Regions from separate parts of the Mus musculus genome. Here all the other regions are linked to region 1. Evidence: chromatin contacts called from public promoter capture Hi-C data. All regions are on one chromosome and are shown on one strand. Each heading gives the region's core, a stretch centred on a gene start, on an enhancer-like site or on the middle of the called end of the contact. The rest is flanking DNA. Distances are from core to core; before and after follow the strand shown. Region 1 holds the start of Mindy2 (MINDY lysine 48 deubiquitinase 2). Region 2 holds the start of Mns1 (meiosis-specific nuclear structural protein 1). Region 3 holds the start of BC065403 (cDNA sequence BC065403). Region 4 holds the start of Zfp280d (zinc finger protein 280D).

Region 1 (3,744 bases), core at 867-3,366:
AAAAAAAGAAAAAGAAAAATCTCAATGGTGATGGCAGGAATTATTGCTTATGGATCAACATGAACTCCAAAATTCAACACTCAGAAAAAACTTTCCATTATCTTTTCTAACTTTTCCAGTTTTCAGGAATTGCCGATCTTGCTTGGCATGGTGGCACATGCCCTTAATTCTAGCACTTGGGAAGCAGAGGCAAGCAATTTTCTGAAAGTTTGAGTCCAGCCTGGCCTACATAACAACTTTCAGGCTAGCTACACTACATAGTGAGACCCAACCTCAATTGAAAGAAAGAAAGAAAGAAAGAAAGAAAGAAAGAAAGAAAGAAAGAAAGAGAGAGAGAGAGAGAGAGAGAGAGAGAGAGAGAGAGAAAGAAAGGGAGGAAGAAAGAAAGAAAGAAAGAAAGAAAGAAAGAAAGAAAGGAAGGAAGGAAGGAAGGAAGGAAGGAAGGAAGAAAGAAAGAAAGAAAGAAAGAAAGAAAGAAAGAAAGAAAGAAAGGAAGATAACTTCCAGTCTTAAAAACACAGCGTTCACATCTATAATCTCAAAATTGGAGTGGGAGAAAAAGTACAAGAGGATTGCTGTGAATTCCAGGTCAGTTAGTCTAAGACACAGGGTGAGACTCTCAAATTGGAAGAGAGGCAGAGCCAGCCAGGGCTACAAATTGAGACTCTGTCTCAAAAAACAAAAGTGAAATAAGATAAGCAAAGTAGTAGAGGGCTCTGTAGAGTGTTTGTCATACATGAATTGAGCCCCAGCCCTAAAAAAAAAAAAAAAAAAAAAAAAAAAAAAAAAAAAAGGAAAGGGGGGGGAAGAAAAGAAAGGAAGGGAGGAGAGAGTTGGAGGTGGGAAGAAAGAGGGAGAAGTCGAAGAGAGTGCCGAGAAAGAGATCATCATTTCTGAGAAGATAATAGTGATATTTTTAGTGTGAAACACAGTATTCAGTAACATGCTTGGTGCTAACACATGAATGAGCAAAATAATGCATTAATTTGTCTACTTTTCTAACCAGTAGCAGGACAGAAGTGTAACAATCCATGATGCACCATATATTTGTATACCTGATACTAAAGGAAGACCCACCTGTCTTGTTCATTTTTATATTCTCAGACAACTTTGAAGAGGGAAGGGTCCAGGAAAAAAAAAAAAAACAAAAAAAACAAAAAACCAAAAAACAAAAAAACCAAAAAAAAAAAAAAAAAAACACCCCACTTTTCCAGAGCAGGTTAGATGATCTATATCCACTCTTGCCAATAAATAAGTAAGTAAATAAATAGAAAAAAAAAGTTGCAGGCAACTCTGTCCATCCTCTATGCAGATGTCAAGCCCTGATGAGAAGTCAATTCTAATTTTAAAAGTCATTTTTTCGGGAAGCAGAAGCTTCCCACTCTGTGCAAAGAGAAGCCAAGTGAACAGAACCGCAAAGACTTGGCTTGCTTCAAACGCAAACTGATTTATTATTATTGGACCAAATTTACCCTCTCGCCTGGGGCGTAGGCCAATATCCACAACCTCATTGAACCTCCGGCAAGGCAAACCAGTAGCTGGTTGGGAGCGCAGCGATTCTCAGCCAAAACCCAGGGAGAGTTGTCCCTGTACTGCGCAGTCTTCCAAAAGCCTCCAACAGAACTCGCCTTTCAAATTTGCATTTCCTAAGAAATGCTTCCAATTCTCAACATTAAAAGCTAAAAAAAAAAAAAAAGAAAAGAAAAAGCCAGCTCTCCCGAGGCCTTCAGGGAATGGCTGTCTTCCAATGCTACTACCACTTTCGGGGTCCACCAGGCTCAAGCCCAAAGTAGACCACACTCCCTACAAGCCTCAGCCACTGCCTTTAAAGTAACCGCGCGCAGCGGGGATGCCCCGGAGTTCAACTTCCGGCAGCACACACAAGATTATTTTCCTAGTGGCGCTGCGGCTCTCCGAGCCGCGCCCCTGACCACGCCCTCAGCCACGCCCCTGGCCTCGCTCTGCCTTCCCTAGCCTGAACGCGCGGGAGGGGCGTGGCCTCGGGGGAGAAGCGCTCCCCGAGTGGGTCCGGGCGCTTCAACGAGCGCAGTCACGCGGAGGCACGCTCCGAGCGGGCGGGCGGGGGCACGCGCGCGCGCTCCCGCCGCCCTCTACGGTGACGTGCCTGGCCGAGGCCGCGCTAGGGCGCTGGAGCTGCTACAGAGCGGCTGTCATGGCGTCGGAGGCGCTTGCTGAGGAGAGCCGGCCGCGGTGTCTATAGGACCAGGGGCGGGCGGCCGGGGATGGAGAACAGCCCTGACAGCCCACAGCCTCTGGAACTAGGGGTGGCGGCCGGGCGAGTGTCGCCGCCGGAAGGGCGACGGCGCGGCGGGCGCGAGGCTGAGGATGGTCCCGCTGGACGCGCGGTGGACAGCGGCGGGCAGGGGGCGGCGGCGGCGGCAGCGCGGAGCAGCCTCGGGGACCCGACGTCCCCCTCGCAGCTCGGATGCGGCGCGGGCTCGGACTTGAAGGACGGCGCGTCGTCGAGCCCTGCCGCCTCGGAGGTGCCTTCAAGAGGGCAGCACAAGGTGACCGCCTCCCCGGAGCTGGCCGAGGCCGCGGCGGGCCGAGGGTCGGGGCCAGTGGGCGACACGGGCACCTGCAGGGTGGAGCAGGCGGCGGAAGAGCCCAGCAGCACCGGCGCCCCGAGCAGCAGCTGCAGCGAGCCGAGCCCCCCTGGGGACTCGCCCAGCTTGGACTCCCTGGAGTCTTTCTCCAACCTGCATTCTTTCCCCAGTAGCTCTGAGTTCAATAGTGAGGAGGGAGCAGAGACCAGGGTCCCCGAGGACGTGGAGGAGGGCGCGGCGGGGCCGCCCAGGGCTGCACCTCTATGCAAAGAGGAGGAGGAGGACCCGGCTCAGGTGCTAGCGGCCTCCAAAGAACGCTTTCCCGGACAGTCGGTGTATCACATCAAATGGATCCAGTGGAAAGAGGAGAACACGCCCATCATCACCCAGAATGAGAATGGACCCTGCCCTTTGCTGGCCATCCTCAATGTTTTGCTTCTCGCCTGGAAGGTACACTCTGCAGCTTTCTACTTCCTACAGCTTGTGGGGTGGGGAGGGGCAAAATGGGGTGAGGAAACTGCTGTTTGTCAGCTGATGGCTTCCTTCCATTCATCAGACTCCTCCTTTTTTTTTTTTTTTTTTTTTGAGACAAGGTTTGTCTGTGTAGCTTAAACTGTCCTCGAACAGTTTAAGATCTTAATGCTACAGCCTCTAGAGTGCTAGGTTTACAGACATGCACCCCTATATCTAACAGTCTCTTATTACATGAAATTAATTCCAGGATTTCTTTATTGAAAGATTATTCATGTGGCAACATGTCAGGAAGAATTGCCCCCAACTTAAGGTCTTTTTTGTATTAAAAATTCAACATTCGGTTAAAGGTTGTAACTGATGGTTTACCTATAAACAAGCAGAATCCAGAGCACCCTGCACTTACATCTTCTGAGTATTTTTAGCTATATTTGCCTATATTATTCCTTACTGACATTATTACATATGCAAAACAGTGAAAATTGGAAACAGTGATTGATCTTCAGTTACTATCAATCTTATATTATGGAGTAAGTTTTAATGATTTTATCTGCGTGTTTTCTGGAAAAGGCTGTTTGTCCCACTGTGGTGTGGATGCATGAAAGAACAGTGATGGGAAAGATACAACTTTTTAGACAAATTCCATTTAAGGAAAAGCATTGGTCTGAGCCTACTTACCATAAATTACTTGTTTCCAAAGACAGTA
Region 2 (3,744 bases), core at 502-3,001, 1.8 Mb before region 1:
GGCAGAGTTAGGGTATATGGGAGTTTCCTTAAAGACATAATAAGAATAAAAAGATGGGAGGCCAGGGTTTTCCTGTTCAGAATTAAAGGGTCAGGTCTATGCTACTGGAACTTAGGACAGAAGGAAGCCGACACACTTTTAAGCCTTTCTTTTGCTATTTCCAGATCCACCCTCAAAATCCTGGACATAACCGCACGCTAGTGCTCAAAACACAACAAAACAGGGGACGTTCTTTTCACACTTAGGAGAAAATTCACTTGTCTCACTTCCTGTCTGTTTCCTCTTCTACTGCAATCTCCTAAAAAATATTTAGAAATACTCATGATAGATTTAGCCAGCAGAGCAGGATGTAAACACACGCATTCAATAACTGAATTCTTCAAAAATTAAAAATATGAGTAAGTGTACATCTCACACATATGTCCATCTCCTACCACTTTAATAGTGTCTATGTTTAACGTCATGAATTTTTAGAAAGGAAGGAATTTCTTAAATTTCTTATTAGAAATGTAGAGAAGGCAACACGGTTGCACTCACATAAACAAAACTGTGATGTTAACAATTACGGATTTCATGCTTATGTTTAAAAACAAAAATGGATATTCTTGCCAAATGCTATTCTAAAGTCTTTCGATTTGCTCGTTGTTAAAAGCATGCAAACTGACCAACTGACACCACGTTCTTCAGCTAAAATAACCAGGACTCCAAAGGATTCAGTCAGTTCCCAGCTCTCTGTATTTCCTCAACTCCAGGCAGGGCTGACAGCCATCTTTCACCTTTTCCAAGGAAAGAAAACTAACAAGGACATTGCAACTTACTTTTTGGATGGCTTCTTCCATGTCGAGCTCAAACTGCTCATTCTGCAGCACTCTGAGGAACCTCTGGCGTTCCACCTTCTCGTCGTTTTCATTTTGCACCACTTGGTTCTTGGCTTGCCTCTCTAACTTATTCATGACTTGTATGTTCAATGATTTGCGGAATTTTTCATCTACTAACTTCTGATGCTTTTCACTAAAGCTCAAAGCTCTCTTTTTGGTCGCCTACAAGTGCGAGGGGGAAAGGGAAATACACAGAATTCAATATTCTTCTTTCAAAAAGATACTGCTGAAAATCCCTATAATAAACACTATAAAATAGGTAACAGTATAAAAGGTCTTTGGCTTTAATTCAGGATATACTAATTAATATTTAAATATGATAATGTAAACTTAACGGCGTACTGATTGAGTACTACTAATAGTCCCTGTTTTGTAGTGGAAGCAGGAAAAGTTAAATTAAAATTCAACAGCGTCAGTGAGTGCGATGCGGATGCTCTCCAGCTGCAGCTTTACCACCAGAGAGTTGCCTTTCCCCCCACCCACAACAGAGCAGATTTAAAGATGTATCTATTTCGATGAGAGGGGGAAAGGTGCAGAAATGCCTGGAGTGTTCCTGGAAAAAAAAAAAAAAAAAAACCCAGAACCTTCTAGTAAGCAAATCGAAGTTTCTCACTGACCTCTCGGATTACGCACTTCAAATTGTATTTCAGAGAGCTCAAGACTACAAATAAACAGTTTGAAAGTCCCTGACCGACCCTTCCCCCGGCCTCCGAGCTGCTTACCATCTCGGTTGGCTTTAAACCTCCTCCTCCGGCAGGATGGGTCTCTGCCTCAGTTGCAAACGCGTCTTCCGGAGCAGCAGCCACGGCAGCGGATACCTGTGCACGCTGGGTTAAGTTTAAGCTGTGTCCCGGCAACCGCCAAAAATGCACCGCCCGCCCAAGAGGGACGCGGCCTCCCATTGGCTGGCACAATATCCAATCAGCACGGAGAGTCTTCGTTGCCAGGCAGGAGCGCTCCTTCCATAGGACCAAGCCAAAAGCGCGAAGTTCGGACGCTTTGCCCTAGCGGGAGCCGTTTACATCCGAAGGGAGCTAATCTCTGCGGTCTGGAGCCCAGCTAAAGCCCCAAGGAACCCCAATAAGCTCGGACTTGTCACTGCAGTGGACTGAGGGATGGTGCCCCTCTACCATCCTCAGTCGGTAGCAAGTTGCCTAACGTGGGTGCTGGGCCCTCCAAAAGAGCAGCAGGGCCCCCTACCGAGCCATTGCTCCATCCCTGATACACTCATTTTAGAGATGAAATATTTTGAGAACTTAGAGACACGGACGAGACCTATTTACTTACCTGGAACAGAAGCCACTGGATCGCTAGCGGAGTGTGAGACTGGAGAGCACGTGAAAACGGAACGGAACAGGTGTGGATGCATACTTGCAATCCCAGTGCTCTCTAAGGCCAGGACCACGTGCCGAGGGATGGCACCACCCACTGTGGTCTAGACCCCCCCCCCCATATTCATTAGTAACAATAATGATAATAGTCACCGCACGCCTTTAATCCCAGCACTTGGCAGGCAGATTTCTGAGATCGAGGCCAGCCTGGTCTACAGAGCCAGGACAGCCAGGTCTATACAGAGAAACTCTGTCTCAAAAAAAACAAAAAACCAAAAATAAATCATATATGAAACTGACTGTGGGGCAAAGCATATAATGCAAAGCATTCTTGGACTTAGGATGCAGCTAACAATCCCTTGGAACTCTACTAAGAATGTGGTTTGTGTAACTTTAAATTTTAGCTAATACATTAAAACCAAAAATTGTGTCTTGTGGAATATCATGGAACATCCTGGTGCATTGTATAATATTTAAATCAGTAAACATCAAAATATTTCTTTAGGGTTAAACAATCTTTTCCTCTGTGTGGTTTTTTTTTGTAATGTACAGCATATTACCATCCTACACCCCCACCTGGCTGTGCACCCCTGTACTTCTGACTATATTTTGCTAACTGCAGTCTAGCCCTTCGCCATTTCCCCCTGCCCTAGCCCCTGTCATCACCAATCTGCTTACAGTTTCTGTGAAATCAACATTGTTAAAGACTCTACGTGTTTTCACAATCATACTTTATCTTTTTTTCTTAAGAACTTTTTGAGATTTAACTTTACGTAAATAAAGTGTCTATGCGCCATTATGTGCCTGATGCCCACAAAGACCAGAAGATGTTATCAGCTCCCCTAGAACTGGAGTTAGAAATTCCTGGAGGTAGGTTACTGGAGCTGTCATGTGGGTGCTGGTTCCCAAACTCCGGGTAATCTGCAGGAATAGGCGGCGCTCCAAACCGTTGAGCCATCTCCCCAGCCCCACTCTGGCAGAGCAATATCTGTAGCACCATTATTATTTCAGCTGATCTCTCCAGTTCCATCCACACTGTCAGAAATGGTAAGACTTTGTTTTTCCCTGTGGTTGAATCTTATTCTTCTGTCCATTTATTCACTGATGGACACAGGATATAACCAGGACTTGACTACTGTAAATGGAGCTGCAACTAACGTGTGCATTCAGAGGCCTTCCGCATGCGGATTCCATATCCTGTGGATATATAGATTACGGTGGGGGGGGAGGAGGCAGTAGTTCTATTTTAACTCTGGGGGACCTTAGTCTAGTATTCTATAATGGCCACACTTATTCACATTCCACCAACAGCATACATGTGTTCCCTTTTCTCAGTACTCCCAACAATGTTTTTTATTTTTAATATTTTTGAAAACTATTCTTGCTGGGGTGAAGTGATATCTACTCATTGCAGGTTTGGCTTTTGTGTCCTGGATCATTATTCATTAGTGATGTTGAAAGGGATACATTTTAACGGTGGCCTCTTTTATTGTTTGTTTTTCATTTTATTCATATTATCTTTTATTATTTATTGT
Region 3 (3,744 bases), core at 487-2,986, 1.8 Mb before region 1:
AGGTTTGAGACGTAAAAATAAGAGCTAGCGTGATACTGGGACCCACAAGTCCATCGTCTTAAACTGGGTGGTGGTCCCACATGGGGGTAAGCGAATGTGGGGCTGAGACGGTCTGGACAACAATGAAAGGTTTCTACATGAATCATAAACAATTAACTCCCAACTAAGCATGCAACGCATCAGTGTGTCTGTATAAGTACTTGTCTTTGTTGCTTCATGTGACTTCATTATAGCCTCCGATCTGAACATACCATGCCAGTCTGTATGTACCAGGTGAACTGTGACACCACACAGCACCCATGGTCACTGCCTGAATCACCCCAGCTCAGGCCAGAGCTACTGTATGTTGGATTTTGTATTTTTTCTGTACATACAAGGTCTTCAATTCTCATAGAGACATATAGAAGACATATATAGAGACATATACAGATTATATAAAACAAAGACATTTAATATTTTTGTCCAATCATTCTTTTTTTAAGATTTATTTATTTTATGTATGTGAGTGCACTGTAGCTGTACAGATGGTTGTGAGCCTTCATGTGGTTGTTGGGAATTGAATTTAGGACCTCTGCTCAGTCTGGTTGGCTCCGCTCGCTCCAGTCCAAAGATTTATTTGTTATTATACATAAGTACACTGTAGCTGTCTTCAGACACACCAGAAGAGGGCGTCAGATCTCTTTACAGGTGGTTGTGAGCCACCATGTGGTTGGTGGGATTTGAACTCAGGACCTTTGGAAGAGCAGTCAGTGCTCTAACCGGCTGAGCCATCTCGCCAGCTCTCTCGTTTCATCATTCTTTACTATGTGAGCATCAAATTAGCATATTGTTGGATTGAATTGTGTTGGAATGCTTGATCTTGAATCCAGTTGTTATTGACTACCGGCTTGAATTTCATAAAAGAAACCAATAAAGAAATTTTAGCTTCAACAACTTCTGAAATGACTCTAATGACACTCCTAACATTTTGTGCTATATATGTTTATGAAAAGTGGTATTCTCAGCTCTTGACAATGATAAAATCAAAGTATCCATGTCACAGAGCAACCAAACCCTTCATGACTGAGTTCAGATGCCACTGTTGCCATAAAAATCAACCAAGTCCCTCAACTGACCTGCGACTTCCCCCACCTGAACTCTCTCTGGCCGCTCCCTTGAGGGTTCTTCCTTTGGGGACCTCAACATGTCCTCTTTGTCAATGCTCAAAGAAAGGCCTGATACCTCACCTCTCAGAAGTCTTCGTCTCCCAGCAGCACCCAGAAGAGAAACTTCACTCAGTACACTCCCCTAGTCCCCTAATAGAAGGAACTGCATAACCATTTCCACAAACTCTTGGTTCTAGCCCCTAACTTAACAATTCAATTTTAAGATGGAAAAGAATAAAGTGCTAAATAATACATCCTAAGAAAAGCCAAGAAACAGGATCAAAGTAAGAGGTACAAGGGAAAAGCCACTGCCCAGAGATGGAGTAGAGAGCTGAGCTTTTGAGCGTGGGAGGCTCTGCAGAGGCTGCAACCCCACCCCAACCCCACAGCGGCTGGGGCAGCTTTTTCTCTGCTGAGCTGTCAATCCACTTCACTAATGCTCTTACCACTGAGAAACTGAACGGTGGCCGGAAGCCCAGAGTAGCCCTTTGGGTGGGGTAGTAAATCCTCCAATAGGACTTCTAGTAGTTACTGGAAGGGTCCAGACTTCAAGACCTTTCTTGCTTTCTCATGTTGAAATCTTGAGGATGCTGGGATAGTCTGACGTGTGGTCAGAGCTATGAGGAAGTAACTAACACAGACAGTATCTTTGTCTGCAGTTCCTAGCGGGGTAGCACATCATTCAGGAGACAGCTTCTAGATGATACTGAATCCCAAGAGAGGGGCCTGGCAGATGAATGACATCAGCTAAGGCAACCTGAAGGGCCTCGTGCCACACAACGATAACAGTAAGTACCCTCTATCTCACTTCAGACAGTCTGAAAGGCAGGCTTTTGGAAAAGCATCATCCCCATTGAGAGGATGGCCCTGCCTGACAAATTCTGCTGTGAGGGTGTGGGAGGGGCGCCTTTATGTCTTCTATTTCCCTTAAGAAGTTCAGTCACGTTCAGTCACATGCCTGGCTCGCAGTCTGTTTATCAGGATCAAGCACGCTCTCTGGAGAGCGCAGACAGCAGGATGGGCCGAGCTCGGATGACAGTCTGCCCTGTGGAGATTGACTTTAATGAAGCAAGAATAAACAGGAAGATTAAGTACAAGCAGAAACCAGTGACAAGTTCTGAGCTCACCTCTCTGCTGGAATTGAAGGGCTCTCTGCCGCTGAGCGAGTCTCTGTTAGAGAGAAAGAGGCATCATCTGTTTGGTCGCTAATGATCCTGTTATCCACATCGGGCCCCAGTGTGCGCAAAGAAAAGTTTTCTCTCGATTTAGAGAGCAACTTCTGTATGTTTTATTTATATCTACTCACAAAACAAATTGTTTTCTAAGATTGGAAAAGTTAAGATTGATAAGGGTTGAGAAAATATTTAATAAACTGAAAAATGACATCCTTTTAGGGATTAAGGATTGCTAGTATTACTCTGCTATCTGCACCGAGCATTCACACCTACTCGGGTGTTTGTGGCATAAACGTGGCTAGTTCTGCGGGGAGATCTTACAGAAGGATGACTGTCCTGGAATAAACAGACCAACCAGCTAGTCTTCTTTATAAAGCCACTTCTTAGGGCTTTCTAAACGGATCCTAATACCCGACTGTTTTGGTTCCTCATTTCGTGTATGATTTTTGAAAAGTAACTTTTTAAAAACCTGTTTTGCAAAACAGCCAGTAAGCAAGTCCAGGATTCCCATCGGCCCTCTGGAGATGCCATTTCATTCATATCCTGAGTACCGAGTATTTTCTTTCTTTTTTTCCCCCCCACTATTGTGTTTCTTTTGGAAAAAAAATAGATCTTATTAAAACTGGAATGAAGTCTGAATTAGCTGTAGCACATTCTGCAGTACTTAATTCAACTGGGAGTTGCTTCGTGACTGAGTGTATGTAAATGTGTGTGCCTGAGACCACTGAGGACGCCACAATGTAGCTGACAGTCTTTAACACCTGTACCAGTAGGTGGCGCTCCGATCCAGCCCGATGCTCTACCCTCCCGGTTCTAAGGTTCAGGGAAAGGAAACTAAGCAGGACACTGCTATCTGTCCGAGTGTACCCAAGTGATCAAAGTATACCAGGGATCAAACATTTGCTTTTAAAAGCTAACGTGCACAGCACTACAGTGTCCACATTTAGCAAAGCTACCCGAATGCCCGAGAGAGATCAGGTGGTCCGGACAAAGGAAGCCTTTCTGGAAAGGGCTGCTTAACCTGCCTTCTCTGGATAGAACAGACGAGACATGAGGCTCCGAGGCAGACATTCTGGGCAGAAGTGGCTTCCAGAAAGGCTTTGTGAAAGCCAGAGAAGTATGTGTGAGGAAGATGAAGCATTCTGGGTCTGCTCTGAGCAAGCCCATGAGAGAGAGCTGCTCACAGGGCAGCCAGGCTTCCTCTCGTGAGATGGAAGGCAGAAGGGGACAAGAAACAGAATCAGACCAAGTTTTGTCTTGCATTTAATTTTTGTTTTTGAGTAGCAGGAAATAAAATAGGAATTAGACAAAAGTACTTACAGTTTTACTTTATATTATATAACTCTAGACTATATTTATTTAATTATATTATATTTAATTATATTAAATATATTTAAAAATGTAAAGTCTAATCAATGGCTAGA
Region 4 (3,744 bases), core at 801-3,300, 1.6 Mb before region 1:
TTCATACTAAGCACTAAAACTATGCCAGACTACATGCTAATTGCAAAAGGAACAGTTTCAATAGTCAACATTTTAACTGAGACTAAAGCTAGAATTACTAATCATATACTGTCTCCCCACTTTTTATAATATGAAGTGTTCCAGATGATTTATGAAATATTGTAAAAAAATAATTAAGCCTGAATGTATTCAAGTTTTTTAGCCCTAACTTTATGTACTAAATGCATTTTAGCAAATATTTTTCTTGGGTGTGACCATGGTATTCTGTTACGGTAGTATAGAGAAAGTGGCCTTTATCTTTTCTTTATTGATATACATATCCAGTACTTAGGGGTGAACTGTAACGTCTTTAGCAATCATTCACATATTCAGCAGACTGAGACAAAGCAAATGTGACAAAATGTTTACAAATATTCACACTAGGTGGTAGGCATCTGAACATGCTATATTCAACTCCCCAGTGTGCTTGGAAAGAACATGACCACTAATAACATCTAAAGATAACAAATGATCCAGAAATTAGAGTCTAATGGCAAACGGAGTTTCTCAAATGTGGAGGCCTGTGCCTCCTCACCTATTCTCAGGAACCTCACTGCAGTGAAAATGGGACATAAAATACTGAGGTGAGCTGAATGAGGAGTCCTAAAACTTAAGGTTCCGTAATGGCCCCGGTAGCCAAGCGTTCTCATCGTCATTTCTGAGGCTGACCTTCAAAACTGCTCTGCCAACAAAAACGTCTCCGAAAGTAGCCCAAGGTAAACATTGACACCAATGACAGATACAACCACTCAAACTCAAGGATGGCTTTAGTGCAGATGGTGGACCATCAAAAAGCACAAGGTCCTCCAACCCGGTCCCTTCACCCTATCAGTTACATCCAAACAACTTGAGTTGGTACAGTCATCTCTCAAAACAAGATAGCACACAGATGCCAAGGGAAGGGTTTTGTACCTTCAAACTCTTACTTCCATCGTGTGAATTTATGGTTAAGGGCACTAAAAGACGTCCAAGTATTTAGATGATTCAGTCCAAACTTGAAAATAAAGCCAAATGTTTAAGTATGGCGGACTATTTAAAAAAAAAATTTTTTTTCTTCGTGAAGCCAAAAGTCTCCATGCTCGCAGCAGGTTAACGTCCATTTTTTTCCTAGCATATTTCTTTCCTAACGGGTTACAAATGCAGGTTGGTCGTGAAAACACCATCTTCTTGCGCAGGCTAAAACCTCAGCGCGACCACTCGTTTGTGGTTTATTAAGTGAAACCTGCAACGCACAGCTGGAAAATCTGTCAGGCTCGGTTCTCCTCAAAGCCCTCCTCTGGTAGACAATAGCGGGGCTATGGCAGAGTGGGGACATTCCTTTGACAAGAAAGGTGGCTAGATAGGAGCGGTCGTCTAGCACAAGGTAAGGCCTCTGTGGCTGTTATGGCGAACGCCAGTGGGGTTCTGCTCTTGCGTGAAGAGTCGAGTGGGTTGGGTTGTGAGCTCGGGTCTCCGCCACACACACACACACACACACACACACACACACACACACCCGCGGACAAGGTACAAAGGACCGAGGGGAGTCGTCCCCCGAGAGCACAGCCGGGCTGAGAAAGCGATGGGAGGATCTGCGCGGTGGCGAGGCGACGAGGCGAGGCGACGGCTGGGCGGCCCTGTACTGTGGGCCGCCGCGCCGCCGGCCGCCTCGCCTCGTCGCGCCGGGAACCCTCCCGCGCCAGGCCCGGCAAGATGGCGGGCCCGGCCCCATGCGCAGCCGGCCCCTGCCCTGCCCGGCCCGGGCGCTCTCGCCGACGCGCCGCGGCCCGAGACCCCCACCCTGCGCCCCCGGAGTGCGGCGGCGCGGCCGCGCGGGAGGGCCTTCGCGGGCGGGCGGGCGGGCGGCCGCGCGGGGCGGGGGACGCTTACCGTGAGCGGAGCGGCTCGGCCTGACTGGAGCCCTGAGGAGGAGGAGAAAGAGGAGGAGGCGAGGGAGGAGCGCGGGCTGTGTACGCCGAGGCCGCTCCGGCTCCCATCGCGGAGCGGGGCTGCTGGGCGCCGTGAGGGGGGAGGGGGCTGTCGCGAGCCAGGGCGCAGTGCCTCATGGGTAGGCTCCGGGTTGGCCTCGCGCGTCCGCGCTCCCAGTCTTCCCGCCAACGCGGGAGGCGAGCGCGGCCATATGCGCCGTGCTGCGGACCTCGAAGGCCCGGGCCGGCCGGGCCCTAGCAGCCGGCGAGGACACGCGGGGACCGGGCTGAGCTAGGCCGTGGCGCTCATGGCCGCCTCAGGCCTAGAATTTGTAGGCACTCAGCAGTGAGTTCCATCCTTCTCCGTGTGCGAGGGTTAAAGGGCATGGGGAAGGGTGTGAGAGGAAAAGGAGATGAGTTTCCAGGATAGTACCACGTTGTTTTTGGAAAGTACGTTTTTGTTTGGGTATCTTTTTCACTCCTATTGTATGAATAGTAATCCGTAATTGGAGGTGGAAAAAAATGGCCGATGTATTTATAAGAATACTTCATCGTAAGTCGGATCTGTAAGGAAACAGACACCATGTTATGTCCGAAATGTAGATGGACATTTGTGTGTTTGAACGATGTCAGATTTTGTTAAAAAAAAAAAAAAGAAAGGAAGGAAGGAAGAAAGAAAGAGGCAATAAAACGAGGGCTGGAGAGATGTAAAATGAGTAAGAGCCCATGTTGCTTTTCTAGAGTGCCCTAATTTGGTTCGCAGCACCCCATGGTGGCACACAACTACAGTTCAGGGGATCTGATGCCCTCTTCTGGCCTCGGTAGGCACCAGACACTAAAGTGGCACACAGGCATATATACAGACAAAAAAACACAGATACACATAAACTCAAATACTATGAGCTACCTTCTATCAAATAGCCTCAGTGTCTATAGATACCAGGCTCTCGGCGATCAAAGCTTCTTTTATTCCAGTCTTAATTACTAGCTCAATACATTTCATACTTAGAGAATGGGTACAAAAGGTTTAAAGAGACCAGCAGATTTCAGAGGACAAAAGCAGAAAGCTGATACATATATAAAGTGAGTTGCAGATACTAAGGGAAGGGATCTGGGAACCCAATAGGAGGCCAGTGGAGCTAGGGCTGCAGAACAGGACCACAGGGGGCTAGAAGCCAGAGAGGAGCAAGATCCATTAGAAAGACAGAAGGAGGACACTGCAGGTGGGCTAAGCCCAGTATTGTGAATTTAGGATTTGTCTGCCTATCACTTCCTTGAAAGAGACACCAGGTGGTCAGGTGAGAGGTTAGCAATTCAGTCACCATCTCAGTGTTAGGTACCTATATTATTAGTTTTCTAACTGAACTTAGAGAATGAATCCATGTGCATAGAAAGGGGGGTTATTAGAATGACTTATAAGCAACAATGGCTGGCTATGGACAAAAAGTCCAAGAATTCAGTAATTGCTCAATTCAGGTTGGATGTTTCAGTGGGTCTTCAAGATACCCTGGAATTCTAAAGGAGTAGGTAAAGAGGGAGGTGTTGTATCCCTACTTGGTTCTTGATTGTGTCAATAAAAAGGGGGGAAGCCAATTGCTGGACGAAAGAAAAATGGTGGGACTTGCAGGTCCCAGAAGAGAAGGGACACAGGGAGAGAGGAATTTGGACCAGGATTTGGATGGAAAGGGAAGCTGAAGTCATGTAGATCTTGGGACACTTAGAATTATTGTAGCCTCTGCTGCCAGCAAGGACTGAGAAGGTTGTGGGGAGCTGGCTGATAGAATTGGGGCAGGAAATT

The links. Promoter capture Hi-C pulls out the DNA fragments that hold promoters and counts their contacts.
Region 2: a contact with region 1 is called in a promoter capture Hi-C map of erythroid cells, with 27 times the contacts expected there. The contact joins the promoter of Mns1 here to the promoter of Mindy2 in region 1. A contact is called at or near these places in 2 of 39 promoter capture datasets (erythroid cells and liver).
Region 3: a contact with region 1 is called in a promoter capture Hi-C map of erythroid cells, with 20 times the contacts expected there. The contact joins the promoter of BC065403 here to the promoter of Mindy2 in region 1.
Region 4: a promoter capture Hi-C map of liver shows a contact between it and region 1, with 8 times the contacts expected there. The contact joins the promoter of Zfp280d here to the promoter of Mindy2 in region 1. A contact is called at or near these places in 6 of 39 promoter capture datasets (cranial neural crest, embryonic stem cells, erythroid cells and 2 more).

Annotation. Positions count from the first base shown.
Region 1 is chr9:70,655,546-70,659,289 of GRCm38.p6, reverse strand. It overlaps Mindy2 (MINDY lysine 48 deubiquitinase 2), which reads left to right and starts at 2,116. Exons shown (of 9, transcript NM_172772.2): 1 at 2,116-3,017. The coding sequence starts at 2,244. Gm31872 (a long non-coding RNA gene) reads right to left here and starts at 1,619. Exons shown (of 3, transcript XR_379591.4): 1 at 1,078-1,619.
Region 2 is chr9:72,436,536-72,440,279 of GRCm38.p6, reverse strand. It overlaps Mns1 (meiosis-specific nuclear structural protein 1), which reads right to left and starts at 1,751. Exons shown (of 10, transcript NM_008613.3): 1 at 1,601-1,751; 2 at 819-1,040. The coding sequence starts at 1,603.
Region 3 is chr9:72,407,859-72,411,602 of GRCm38.p6, reverse strand. BC065403 (cDNA sequence BC065403) reads left to right here and starts at 1,736. Exons shown (of 2, transcript NR_152222.1): 1 at 1,736-1,933; 2 at 2,115-2,959. It overlaps Gm27230 (a long non-coding RNA gene), which reads right to left. Exons shown (of 8, transcript XR_003948355.1): 6 at 2,273-2,315; 7 at 1,592-2,190; 8 at 708-886.
Region 4 is chr9:72,273,194-72,276,937 of GRCm38.p6, reverse strand. Zfp280d (zinc finger protein 280D) reads right to left here and starts at 2,050. Exons shown (of 22, transcript NM_146224.5): 1 at 1,909-2,050.